Regions from separate parts of the Canis lupus genome. Here all the other regions are linked to region 3. A link is a contact called in public Hi-C data. All regions are on one chromosome and are shown on one strand. Each heading gives the region's core, a stretch centred on a gene start, on an enhancer-like site or on the middle of the called end of the contact. The rest is flanking DNA. Distances are from core to core; before and after follow the strand shown. Region 1 has its middle 12 kb from the start of RHOB. Region 2 holds the start of LOC482987 (b(0,+)-type amino acid transporter 1-like). Region 3 overlaps HS1BP3 (HCLS1-binding protein 3).

Region 1 (3,687 bases), core at 198-2,697, 180 kb after region 3:
CCTTCAATTTTTGGAAAATGACTCATTCTCCAAGTCTGCTCGTATCCAGGCAGTTCTGGTCCATATAACCCCTCTCTGCAGGCTCTGGCTGCCTTCCTAGGAGTCTGCCTCTGAACACACAGTGTTTTGCCTATACCCTTCTTAAGGGACACTCCTGAGGTCAGGTCACTACTCCAAGGATAGTCTCAACCCTGCCCCTTCAGACTGGATAGTTGTGCAGGACAGGCCACAGAATGGGACTCACCAGCAGAGGTGGTGTCACCACAGTATCATGGGTGGAATGGATTCTGAGCTGCCCAGGAGAGTCCATACGGAGCAGAGAGAATGTAGAACACTCCAACATCCAGGCCAGCACCCAAGGGAAGACCTGGGGAAAGGCAAGGCCCTTCGGTGGGCTCCCAGAATCATGAGAGGCTGCCCAACAGTCCCTCCAATCTCTGTGAATCAACTTCCGCCACGTTCCTACTCATGGTTAGAGGAGAGCAGAGGGCAGCACATCTCAAATGGGGAATGCTCTGCAATCTCTTGATCACAGTTGAATTTAGAACTTCCTTTTAAACTTTTGGCTGATGTTCTTGAAATGCAAACAAAGTAAGTCCCTAGAAATAATAATGCCAAGGATGATTATAACAGTAGGTTTCATAACTAAGTTTGGGGACATAGTGTTAGCTACTGTTAAGTTCTTGACATGTGTTATTTCATCTTATCGTCACAACAAGCCTGAGCAACGTGTCAATATTGACAAAAGGTGTTAATATTGACAGCCTATTCAGTAGCCTCCTCCTTCTCACTCCTTTTGAGGGGATTCTGGGTTTGCTTGCTGGACCACAGGCTCTTCCTCTGATCATTAGTGGGGAGTAAATTGAAAGGAGCTGAAAGGCTGAATTGACTTACATTTTTGATGGTCCTGGAGCTTCTTCCAGAAAAAAACAACTTGTCCAGAGGTCAGAAAAGTGGTCAAGAGAGAAGTGGGGATAAGAGAAGAGAATTTGGTGACAGGCAGCCTTGAAGACAGAACTCTGGGGAATTTGCTAGGTTAGGAGGACGTTTGGGGGGGTGGGGGGGCGCCTGGGTGTCTCAGTGGTTGAGCATCTGCCTAAGGTTCAGGTCGTGATCCCAGGGTCCTGGGATCAAATCTCACATCGGGCTCCCTACAGGGAGCCTGCTTCTCCCTCTGCCTGTGTCTCTGCCTCTTTCTCTGTGTGTCTCATGAATAAATAAATAAATAAAATCTTTAAAAAGAAAAAAAAAAGAGGATGTTTAGGGAATTTCTATTATGTGTTTTATACTATAGCTCCCCTTTGGCACTTCTTTGGGAGATATATTTATATTTATATTTATATTTATCTTCAAAAATCTTTTTCAGCTGGAGTTATGTATCCTCTAGAAGCGACAGAGCTGAGCTAGAACTGAGCCAGCCAGTTTTATTTGTACTAAACTATTATTATCCTACCAGTTAGAGATAAAGAAGCAGAGATTAGAGAGTTTAAACCACTTGCCTAAGGATGCACTGCCAGTAAATGTCAAAACCAAATTCCATTGAGCAATCTGTGCTGGTGGACAGCTACCACCTACTACGGTGGTTGGAGGACCATGAAAACGCATTGCTATTTCTAGGCTCGTCTGGGTCAAGGGTTTTCTAGTTGCCCCATCACACACAGGAGTGACTCCAGAACTCTTGGGTTGTGAATACCATTTCGTTCACTCCCTTCCTGAAGCATGTTTCCTAAATCGTCCCCCATCCTCCTTTCCCTCCCCACTTCCAGAAGCAGGCCTCTAGATGTGCTTCTCCAATCAGGCAGTGTGTCTGCACAAGTAAACACTCCATGATGTCTTCATCAAGCTTTGACCTTGCACCTTACAGCCAGTGGCTGCCATGGCTAATGAGAGCCTGGCAGGCCTCTCAGGGCACAGCCAGTACAGGAAGTCCTGCCAGAATCATTCACTCCCTCTGTAATCATTTCTTGAGCTCACACTGGGAAAACAGCACTCCCTGGAGGCAATTCTCTTTCCTTTCTCTCTGAAACCCTCCCTTGACTTAAAGCTCTATTGTCATAAAATAAAATTAGGCATGCCATGGACCTCTTATGTTGTATTACTTCACCCCACGTGGTGGCAGAGGGCTGCCAGGAAGCCAGTGTTGAAGTGATTAGACTGTAGGAAAGATAGAACTGACCGATAGGAATAGGGAAGGGGGGGCTTTTATATTTTTTATCACATAATGGTTCAAGCATAAGAAAAATATAAAGAATAAATCTGCTACCCAGCTTTCGGCAAAAAGAAAAAAATCTGCTGTGAATTTCTCTAAAATATACCAAATCATTTTGGTACAGATGACACTACGGGGTACCCCTCCTCAATCCTGTTCCTCACCCTCCTTCTCTCAAATATGTTGTTTAATATCCCCACGCATATATTTATTCATTTAGTAGACACAAATGTGTCTTAAAGATACATGGTAGTGTTTTGCATGTTTTAAATCTTTATACAAATGATGTTGTGCTTTATAGAACTTCTGCAATTTTCTGTTTTTATTCAGTGCTTTTTTTTGAGATTTGGTTATGTTAATACATGAAGTTCTTATTCATTCATTTTGCCTACATGGTATTCCACTTTGTAAATATTTATGCATTCCCTTGTTGTTGGGCATTTGGGCTATTTCCAAGTTTTTTCTGCTACAATTGTTTTTAAAAAGAGACAACAGCTCCAAATGGAGTTACTTGTGCTTAAGCCTCATGTCAGCAAACCAGACTTAACATCTAACCTAAATGTAGTTTCAGCCTCTCCAAGGAATGTAACCTTCAGGTTGATCTGAAATTACCCTAGTAATTACCCTAGCACTAGTGAGGTAATCTGCTCAATAGACCCCTTCCAAGCCCCGTAGGGAAGTGACCTTGCCTGAAACAATCCACTCTTTGCTAGAAACGTCCTTTTCCTGCCACCTTCTGCCTGTAAAAGCCTTTCATTTTGTACAGCCCTTCAGAGCTTTCTTTGATCTGCTAGATGGGATGCTGCCTGATTCATGAATTGTTAATTGAAACCAATTAGATCTTTAAATTTACTCAGTTGAATTTTTTTTTTTTAATTGCTGCACTGACCAATTGGATAGGCCAATATGTACATACAGAAGAGTCTCTAGGAAATAGGCCTTTGTCACAGGAAGGAGCTTTTCTTTTTTTTTTTTTTTAATTTTTATTTATTTATGATAGGCACACAGTGAGAGAGAGAGAGGCAGAGACACAGGCAGAGGGAGAAGCAGGCTCCATGCACCGGGAGCCCGACGTGGGATTCGATCCCAGATCTCCAGGATTGCGCCCTGGGCCAAAGGCAGGCGCCAAACCGCTGCGCCACCCAGGGATCCCGGAAGGAGCTTTTCATAGGACAAGAATCTTAGGTTACATTTCAAATTTAGAAATTGCAGCCAAGGGCATATGAAATGAGCACAACGACCCTACCTCCCACTTCCACCCTGGGAGCTCCACATCCCTGTTGAGTGAATATAGCCATCATTCCAAGAATATGGTTCCTGACAACACCCTTCCATCCAGACTCAGTGAAAGGCACACATATAGATGCTACTGTGAATCATTTATCTTGTCTGTTTTCCCTTTGGATTTATAATTGGAAATAGTGAAATTCTGGAATGTTCTGATGATTCAGACTGAGTGTGACAGTGAGAGAGTCAGG
Region 2 (4,239 bases), core at 448-2,947, 200 kb after region 3:
CTGTGAACTGAATGAGCCAGTTGGTGTCCCCACCCTGTAGCCCATACCCTGCCCCAGAGCCAACCTGAGCACACACTAACCATTCACCTGAACTGACAGCTGTTGATGGCACTCCATCCACAATGATTATGCCATTTGATACCTTAAAGCCTCATCAGGTAAATGGAGCAGCTAATTATGATCCCGTTTCACAGGTAAGGAACTGAAGCACAAGAATTTATATACCAGAATAAAAGCTTGGTCCCAGGACTCTTGGCCCTCACTCATCTCTCTCTGCTCTTGGACTTCGGTCTCCAAGCTCCTTTTTTCCTCCCAAATTCTCCCAAACCTCACCCCCACTCCCCAGGGAGCCTTTATTGAGAGCTGAGACGTGTAATGACCCCTGAGCCAGCCCTGAGAATGTGGAGGAAAAGACTCAGTTCTCATTCTCTGAGAATTAAAGACTCTTGCAGGAAATAGCAGAAAACAAGTAGCAAACTAAGCAAATATATTTACAGCAAAGGGTTAATTACCATAGTAACTCAAAAGTCCACATGTTCAACTATCAGGACAGATAACAAGCTGAGTCACCAAGCATGGCCTCTCGCTGGTGGTATGACCTCAGAATCACTTCCCCCTTTCTACATCTCATGTGAAAAATAGAGGGGGACTGTACCTACCTCACAGGGCAAATGAGACCCTTGGTGTGATCCGATAAAATTCTGTGCCCACTTGAGAAGTTATGATTCATATAATTCCACAAACAAATTAAGCTAGACAGTGGGCTGGCATGCATGACTGCAAAAAGGGAGCCCCCACTTTCAGCTGATTTCTCATGGTTTTAGTCAGCTCAAATAACAATAATTGGAATTGCTGATGTTTGGAGATTTCACCCTCTGAAGAAGGATCACGGACTCACCTTTGGATTCTTGAGCTCCTCCAATACATAGTTGACATTATTCCAGCCATCAAAGGACCACAGGCCCTGGTAGAAGGCCATGCCGATGCGCCCGGCCTGCTGCGTGGTATTGTGGAAGGCAAACAGAAAGGCTTCCGTGTAGCCACGGCCCTGGCCCAGCACCACAGCCCCACCCCCCACGATGACCAGCAACGAGAATACTTTGGCAACCGTGCACACATTCATCAGCATGGTGGCCAGCCGCGAGCTCCAGCAGTTGACCAACGTCAGCAGCAGGATGCAGATGGCAGCCACAGCCTTGAGCACGGCTTGGGGCATCGAGGAGCAGCCCGGGTAAAAGGGAGCCACTGCATACTCAGCAAAGCTCAGAGAGACGGCGGCAATGGCAGCTGGCCTGACCAACAGCACAAATGTGTAGATAACCAGGAAGGCTGGCAAGGAACCAAAGATTTGCAAGATATAGGCATACTCCCCGCCAGATTTGGGAACCAGGGCCCCCAGCTCAGCATAGCACAGGGCACCCATCATGGCCAGGAGACCACAGACTGCCCAGACCACGAGACTGGCCCCAGGACTGCCCACATAGACCAAGACCCCCTGTGGGGACATGAAGATGCCAGAGCCGATCATACAGCCTGCAATCAGGGACACGGCACTCCACAAGCCAATCTCCCTCCTCAGCCTTAGCCCCGCACCGTCTGGCTCCCGTCCTGCCACCCCCTCACCACCATCTCTTTCCTGACTTCTCTCCATCTCAGGACTTCAATAGCTGTTGTGTCTAGTTGAGCAGAAGCAGATGCTCTGATAGGTAATTGTCTTGTGGGCTTCCTGCAGGAGTTAATGATTACACAATGCTTTGGGAAGGCTGAACCACAGACCAGACAATCAAGGCATGGCATTTAGAAGGGACTGAGCCTTCACTGATCTACCCGTCCCTGTCTGACTCACACTCCAGCACAGGCAATTTGCAGGAGCTATTTGCCAATGTAACCCAGGAAAGATCAAGAAAAGGAGAGAGGGATTTGGTAGAAATCCCTGCTGCTGCCCAATTCCACAACACTGTGTGTGGAATAAGAGTTGGATGAGTGCTCTGTGCCAACAGTAAGAATGCTGAAAAACTGCACATCAGGAACCTAAAAAAAAAAAAAAAAAAAAATCTCTGCAGTAGTTTATCAGCCAAGCAATACAACCCCTATTTTATGAAGATTCCAATTAAAATTTCATGAATCCTAAAAATAAAATAAAACAAAATTGCATGAATCCTGTTTTAAGAAAGAACTAAGATGATCAAAGAAGAGGATTCACATAGTGCAGAACAGAGCCTGTGCCCCTAGCAGGAAGGGAGCAGGTGGTTAAAAGTGAAGTACAAGGTCTGGAATGGGATCCTGCGTTCAAATCCCAGCTCTAGTCCCTCACAGTTGTGTGAACTCAGATGAGGTCTCTGAATCTCACCCTACTCATCTGTCAATTAATCACAGTATCCACCACACATGGTTACTCTAAGGATTAAATAGCATAGTCCATTCAAAGTAGCTCGAATAGTAGATGAAATATAGCAGCAGGCTTTCCTTAAATGTTACTCATTACTATGTGGCAAAGAGTATCATTAGTTCCCTAGTTTCAAATATATATATATAATATATATTATATATATGAATATTATATATGTATATATATTTAAATGCATATTTCATTGGTTTATAAATAATGTTCATTTTAGGATATAGTATATAACTTTTTTGTTAACTCTCCCTTATATTTTTAGAATCTTGAGTTCTAGAACCTTTACCAGTGTTGTGTTAGAAAGGTCACTGAGGACCACCTGAGTGGCTTAGTCGGTTGAGTGTCTGCCTAAGGCTCGGGTCATGATCTCCAATTCTGGGGATTGGGCCCCATGTCCAGCTGCTCAGCGGAGAGTCTGCTGCTCCTTCTCCTTCTCCTTCTCCCTCTCCCTCTTGTTCTCTCTCTCTCTCTGTCAAGTAAATAAATAAAATCAAAGAAAAGAAAGAAAGAAAGAAAGAAAGAGAAGAAGAAGAAGAAAGAAAAAGAAGAAAGAAAGAAAGAAAGAAAGAAAGAAAGAAAGAAAGAAAGAAAGAAAGAAAGAAAGAAAGAAAGAAAATAAAATGTAGGGCCATTTTCTTCAGAAGATCCTGAAGAGAAGGCTGTCCAAGATTCAGAAGGAAGTCCTTCAAGATTCCTACCCAGTAAGAAGAGAGAGGACAAGGCAGGGAAGTAATTAAGAAGAAAAGGAACTGGGGATGCCTGGGTGGTTCAGCGGTTGAGCATCTGCCTTCAGCTCAGGGCGTGATCCTGGGGCCCCCGGAATTGAGTCCCACATCAGGCTCCCCACAGGGAGCCTGCTTCTCCCTCTGCCTGTGTCTCTGCCTCTGTGTGTGTGTGTGTGTGTGTGTGTGTGTGTATGTCTCATGAATAAATAAATAAAATCTTAAGAAAAAAAAAAGAGCTAGAAGAATTAGGAAAAGAAGATAAGAAAGAACAGAGTCCTGGAAGCTCAGGAAAGAAAATCAGCTTCCTTCCTGGCGATAGCTTATGTAACAAATAACCCCTTTCTTCTCCAGGAGCTATTGACAGCAGATACCAACTGCAGAGTCAGAGGACAGTGCACAAGACCAGCCTCACATCTAACACCAATGGAAAGTTTGGAGGTTCCCAAGACATCCTTACGTTCAATAATTTGCTATGAAGCTTCACAGAACTCACAAAAAGCTTTTTATACTCAAGTTATGTTTTATTACACTTAAAGGATCCAGATTAACGTCAGCCAAGGGAGGAAACACAGAGCGGAATCCAAGAGAATACAAACATAGAACCTCTGGTTCTTTTCTCCCTGTGGAGTCAGGACAGCATTATTCTCCGGGCATTAACGTGTGACAATAAGCACATCACATTGCCAACCAGGGAAGCTCACCAGAACCTTGGTGCCCACTCTTTATTGGGCTTCTATCACACAGACAGAGTTGACTGCTCATGTGGCTGGCTTCAGTTTCTAGACCCTCAGGAGATCAAGCTGATATTTCATGGCCCAAAGCCCTCATCCAAAAATCACATCGTTACTATCTGGCTTGTCCAAGGCCCCCTGGCAAATAAAGACACTGCAATCAAGCATGGCATTCCAAAGGCTTAGGGATTACCTCCTTGAAGCTGAGGGCAAGGGCCAGACCTCTCTTTGGGCAAGGATAAATTCTTTACTACAGAGATGTAGAAGGACCTGAAGAACATTATGAGAACATAAAAATTGCTTTGAATAATTCATCTTATCAAGTAGTGTGTCTAAAGAGGAGGACCCTAAATGCCAGGCTAAGGAGCTTGAACCAGCCAGC
Region 3 (3,990 bases), core at 345-2,844:
ACAGCCTCAGCGGGGCGGGCGCAGGGTTTTGTGCGCGGGGAGCTGCCCACAGTTGAGTATCATCCTGGAGGAAGCGGGAGGCGACGGGCAGAGTCCAGGTCATGGAGGGCACGTAGGGAGCCTGACTCATCTTGCAGCCAAGGAGGAGTTTTCAGTAGGGGAGTGACTCCCTGGCCCATCTGGAGGGGAGTAAAGTTGGGTTGGACGGAACCAGGCAGGGGCAGGGACAAGGGGCCCAGGTACGGGGCCAGTGCTGCCCCAGGGGAGGGCCAAAGGCAGGCCGGTCATGGTTGGTGTGAGGGGGAGGCAGACAGTTGTAAAATATCTCCAAGGTAACGGGTGTGTCATCTGCTGACTGACCGTCCATCCGCACCAACGGAAGTAAGGTGCAGAGGGGCAGGTCTGGCGGGGGGGGTGGACTGTGAAGGCCTAGGACACAGGTTTGGGAGACGTCAGCTTAGAGGTGAGGTTGAAAGCCTGGGAGTAGGTGGATGTGAAGGGCGGAGGGGAGGGTTTAGGAGGGAACCCCAGAGACACAGCAGCCCGGGGACAGTCATGGAGAGGGAGGAGCTGCTGAGGCCACGGGGAGAGAAGTCGAGGAGTCACAGGAGCTAAGGGAAAAAAAAGCTTTAAGATAAAGGTAAAATGAACAAGCGCCCTGTGGTATAGACGGGATCAGTAGCCACAGCTTTGCACATGGAGGGTTCTGAATCTCCTGGCAGCCAAGACAGAAAGGGAAACAGTGAATTACCTGGCCCTGGTGACCTGGTAGCAGAGGTATCCCCTTCTCAGGAGATAAAAATGTATGGCACAGGTGTTTCTTTGAGGGATACTTAACACACCGGAAACATCTAAAAGAGCATGATGTCTAAAAGTCTTTCATTTGCTACTTGGATTGACTTTTGGTCAATAATGGAAACAGCATTCTGGGAGCTCTGAGGAGCATCCACGCCAGCCTGCTTGTCCCATGCCAAGGGCCAGCCTTACGTGTGAGGCTGTGCGTGAAGATGTCTCTATACCTCCACGCATCACACCAGTGCCACTTTTCTGACCAGTGACACCCACACCCTGCAGAGGGTGTGTGTGCGTGCCTGCGTGGCCATTCGTGCAGGTGCTTCTCAGGCATTTGAACCACCTGTGAGAGCAGAGAAGCATGCATTTACGCCCCATGAAATCTGGGGATGCAACCCAAAGCCTGAAAATCTCTGAAGTTTTGAGATTTAGCTTAAAAGAAAAAAAGCGTTTTGCATTCTATTTCTGAAAAGGATATACATTTTTTTTTAAAGATTTTATTTATTTATTCATGAGAGACAGAGAGAAAAAGAGAGGCAGAGACACAGGCAGGGGGCCGGGGAAGCAGGCTCCATGCAGGGAGCCTGACACGGGACTCGATCCCGGGACTCCAGGATCACGCCTTGGGCTGAAGGCAGGTGCCAAACCGCTGAGCCACCCAGGGGTCCCCGGATATACATGTTTTAATAGAAAAATGAATTTAATTGCTGATCAGAAAGTAAAACCAGCCCCCAGACAGGGGCACTGTGTACGCTTGCTCTTTGGCGGACTCCACGTGTGCTGGTGGCACAGGCACACACACTCTCGCCAGAGACTCCGGGTAGCAGTGCCGTCTACCCTGCACGTGGACGCGCCAGATAAACAGGAGCTCCCGCCCTCTGCACTCCCTGCCTCTCTCTTAGCCTCCTCTTGCTGCTGTTCAGGCAGCCACATGAAAAGCCCTGGCTTTGGAACACTGCTAAATGTGGGCCCTGGATGGGGTGACACCCTGACTTAAAACTGCCCGCCCCCTCGCACCATCAGCATCAGAGCTCTGGAGACTCAAAGCTTCCAGGCCCCCAGTCCTGGTGGGTCCGGGGGCTGGGCCCGCATGGCGCTGTCAGGCCAGCAGAGGGCGCTCAGCCCTCAGGGTCAGAACTCCGCTCAGGCCTGGGCTGAGTCAGCCTGGCTGGAGTCACCATCCTCAGGAGCACCAGGGATTAGAGCCTGCATCACTTCTGTGAAAGGATCCTCTTACCTTTCCTCGAGGGCTGTTCTCAGGAAAGCTCCAGAGCCAGGCCCTGGTGTTGACAACTGCAGGCTGCAGCCTCCTGTCCCAGATGACCCCTCAGTGTATGTGTGGGGCCCCGGGCGCTCAGATCCTAATTCCGCCCCAAACACCTGCCGGCCTCTGAGACTCTCACAGGCTGGGGGGACTGGTGAGAGTTCTGGTTAGCCAGGGCGCGTGCACTGACACAGCTGTGCACCGGGGTTGCCAGGTCTCATGTCAGCACCTCCACCCACCTGCCTTGGCCCCCTCCCCCTGCCCCCCGCCCCCAGTCCATCGGCCACACCGGCATTTCAGTAGTGCTGTGCTTGCAGACACAGCCCTGGCCTGGGAGCAGAAGTGGGAGTATCCGTGTTTGCACGCTCCATGCCCCATGCTCCCTCGGAGGAGCCGGGGAGACAGGTCTAGCATACAGGGAGAGCACAGGGTCCAAGACAGGGGAGGACGCTGGGAGTGCTGGGGTATGTGGCTCAGGGCAGGGGGCCTCTTAGAGAGCCCACCTTGGGCTACACAGACTACAGCGATGCCACCACCACCCCGTGTTACAGCTGCTCGCTCCACATGAGGCCCGAGCCTTGTGGGGCAGAGACCATGCTGGGGTGACCTCTCACAGAGCAAACTCAGCCGGAAACTGAGTGCGCTCTCAGGGTGACTCGAGTGGCCTGCGTCCCTGGAGTCCCAGGGTGCAGTGGGGTCCTGGCTGACAGCAGCGCCGACAAACAGCCGTACCACAGCTGCTCCTTCTCCACATGAGCACTGTAGGGACCGTCCCCACCAGAAGGCTGCTGCTCGTGCACGGGAGAACCATCCGAGATCTGTGCTGAGAATAGGTGACTCGTGCTGTTGTGGGAAGGTGACCTAACAGCCGGCCAGACCGCGAGGTCACCCCACTAATATGCTGAGGGCCCAGAATGGAGGCAGCCAGCCTCCGTGGTCACCCACGGGCCAGGCCAGGGCCCCTGTGTCGGATGTGTCTACCTGGACCTGTGACAGCGAATGGAATCCACAGTGACTGTATCTTCCCTTTGGCTACTAAGACGTCAGCCATTTAGCCTAGCGCTGCTTGGGGGTGTTGGGAATGGAGCCTGGGGGGGGGGCTGCGGGGTCAGAGAGCGAGGACGCCCAGGCGCCCGTCGGGGCAGCTGTCCGGGCGACTCCGAGTAGCTGTCGGACGGAGCGGGGTGAGGAGAGGGTAGGAGGCACGTGCCCCTCTCATTCCAGGTCTCCAGAAAGTACAGTGAGATTGAGGAGTTCTACCAGAAGCTGAGCAGTCGTCATCCCACGGCCAGCCTTCCCCCGCTCCCCAAGAAGGTCCTGTTCGTCGGGGAGTCCGACATCCGGGAAAGAAGAGCCGTGTTCAATGAGATTCTGCGCTGTGTCTCCAGGGACGCCGAGTTGGCAGGAAGCCCCGAGCTGCTAGAGTTTCTAGGTACCTGAGGCTCCGTCCCGAACCCCGAGGTCTCCGCTGGCCCAGAACGAGGCCTCGCTGCCCTGCTGCCCTGGCCGAGGCGAGTGGTGCCGCGGCCTCTGCCTGCAGCCGGGAAGCTTCCGCCAGCCTCTTGGGGCAGGTGGGCCAGGGCGAGGGGCAGGAGGAGACGCACCGGCCCTCGAGGACTGACCCCACCCATGCCCCTCCCGGCCATCCCCAGAGCCCTCCCAACCCCTCCACACACACACACACACACACACACACACACCCCCGCCCCGCTCGGCCTGGGGACCTGGCCCAGCGATGTGGGTGGGTATGGCCGCCAGAGGCTCCCCCCACGCTGGCCCAGTAATGGGGACCTCAGACCCTTTCAGGCCGTGTCCACAGCCACCTCGTCCCCCTTCCAGTTTCTTCAGCTCTCAGAGGGGAGGATGCCTGGCTGCCAGGTGGCGTGAGAAGTCAGGGAGCTCTCACATGTGAAGTGCCTACAACAGAGCCTGCC

Evidence for each region. Hi-C and Micro-C count contacts between places; a contact is called where the count stands out from the background.
Region 1: a Hi-C map of liver shows a contact between it and region 3, with 4 times the contacts expected there. The contact joins two enhancer-like sites. A contact is called at or near these places in 5 of 9 Hi-C or Micro-C datasets (amygdala, blood, liver and 1 more).
Region 2: a contact with region 3 is called in a Hi-C map of skin fibroblasts, with 5 times the contacts expected there. The contact joins the promoter of LOC482987 here to the enhancer-like site in region 3. A contact is called at or near these places in 2 of 9 Hi-C or Micro-C datasets (blood and skin fibroblasts).

The regions. Positions count from the first base shown.
Region 1 is chr17:15,469,516-15,473,202 of UU_Cfam_GSD_1.0, reverse strand. No RefSeq gene overlaps it. Among named protein-coding and RNA genes, the nearest start is that of RHOB, 12 kb to the left of the region's middle. Within about 2 kb of position 1,447, at least 5 of the 20 cell types and tissues checked have an H3K27ac peak or open chromatin away from gene starts, as enhancers often do. A contact at or near this core is called in liver, where this site is marked.
Region 2 is chr17:15,441,089-15,445,327 of UU_Cfam_GSD_1.0, reverse strand. LOC482987 (b(0,+)-type amino acid transporter 1-like) reads right to left here and starts at 1,697. Exons shown (of 6, transcript XM_038560870.1): 1 at 899-1,697. The coding sequence starts at 1,651.
Region 3 is chr17:15,646,090-15,650,079 of UU_Cfam_GSD_1.0, reverse strand. It overlaps HS1BP3 (HCLS1-binding protein 3), which reads left to right. Exons shown (of 7, transcript XM_038560874.1): 3 at 3,281-3,488. Among named protein-coding and RNA genes, the nearest start is that of HS1BP3, 7.5 kb to the left of the region's middle. Within about 2 kb of position 1,594, at least 2 of the 20 cell types and tissues checked have an H3K27ac peak or open chromatin away from gene starts, as enhancers often do. A contact at or near this core is called in liver, where this site is marked.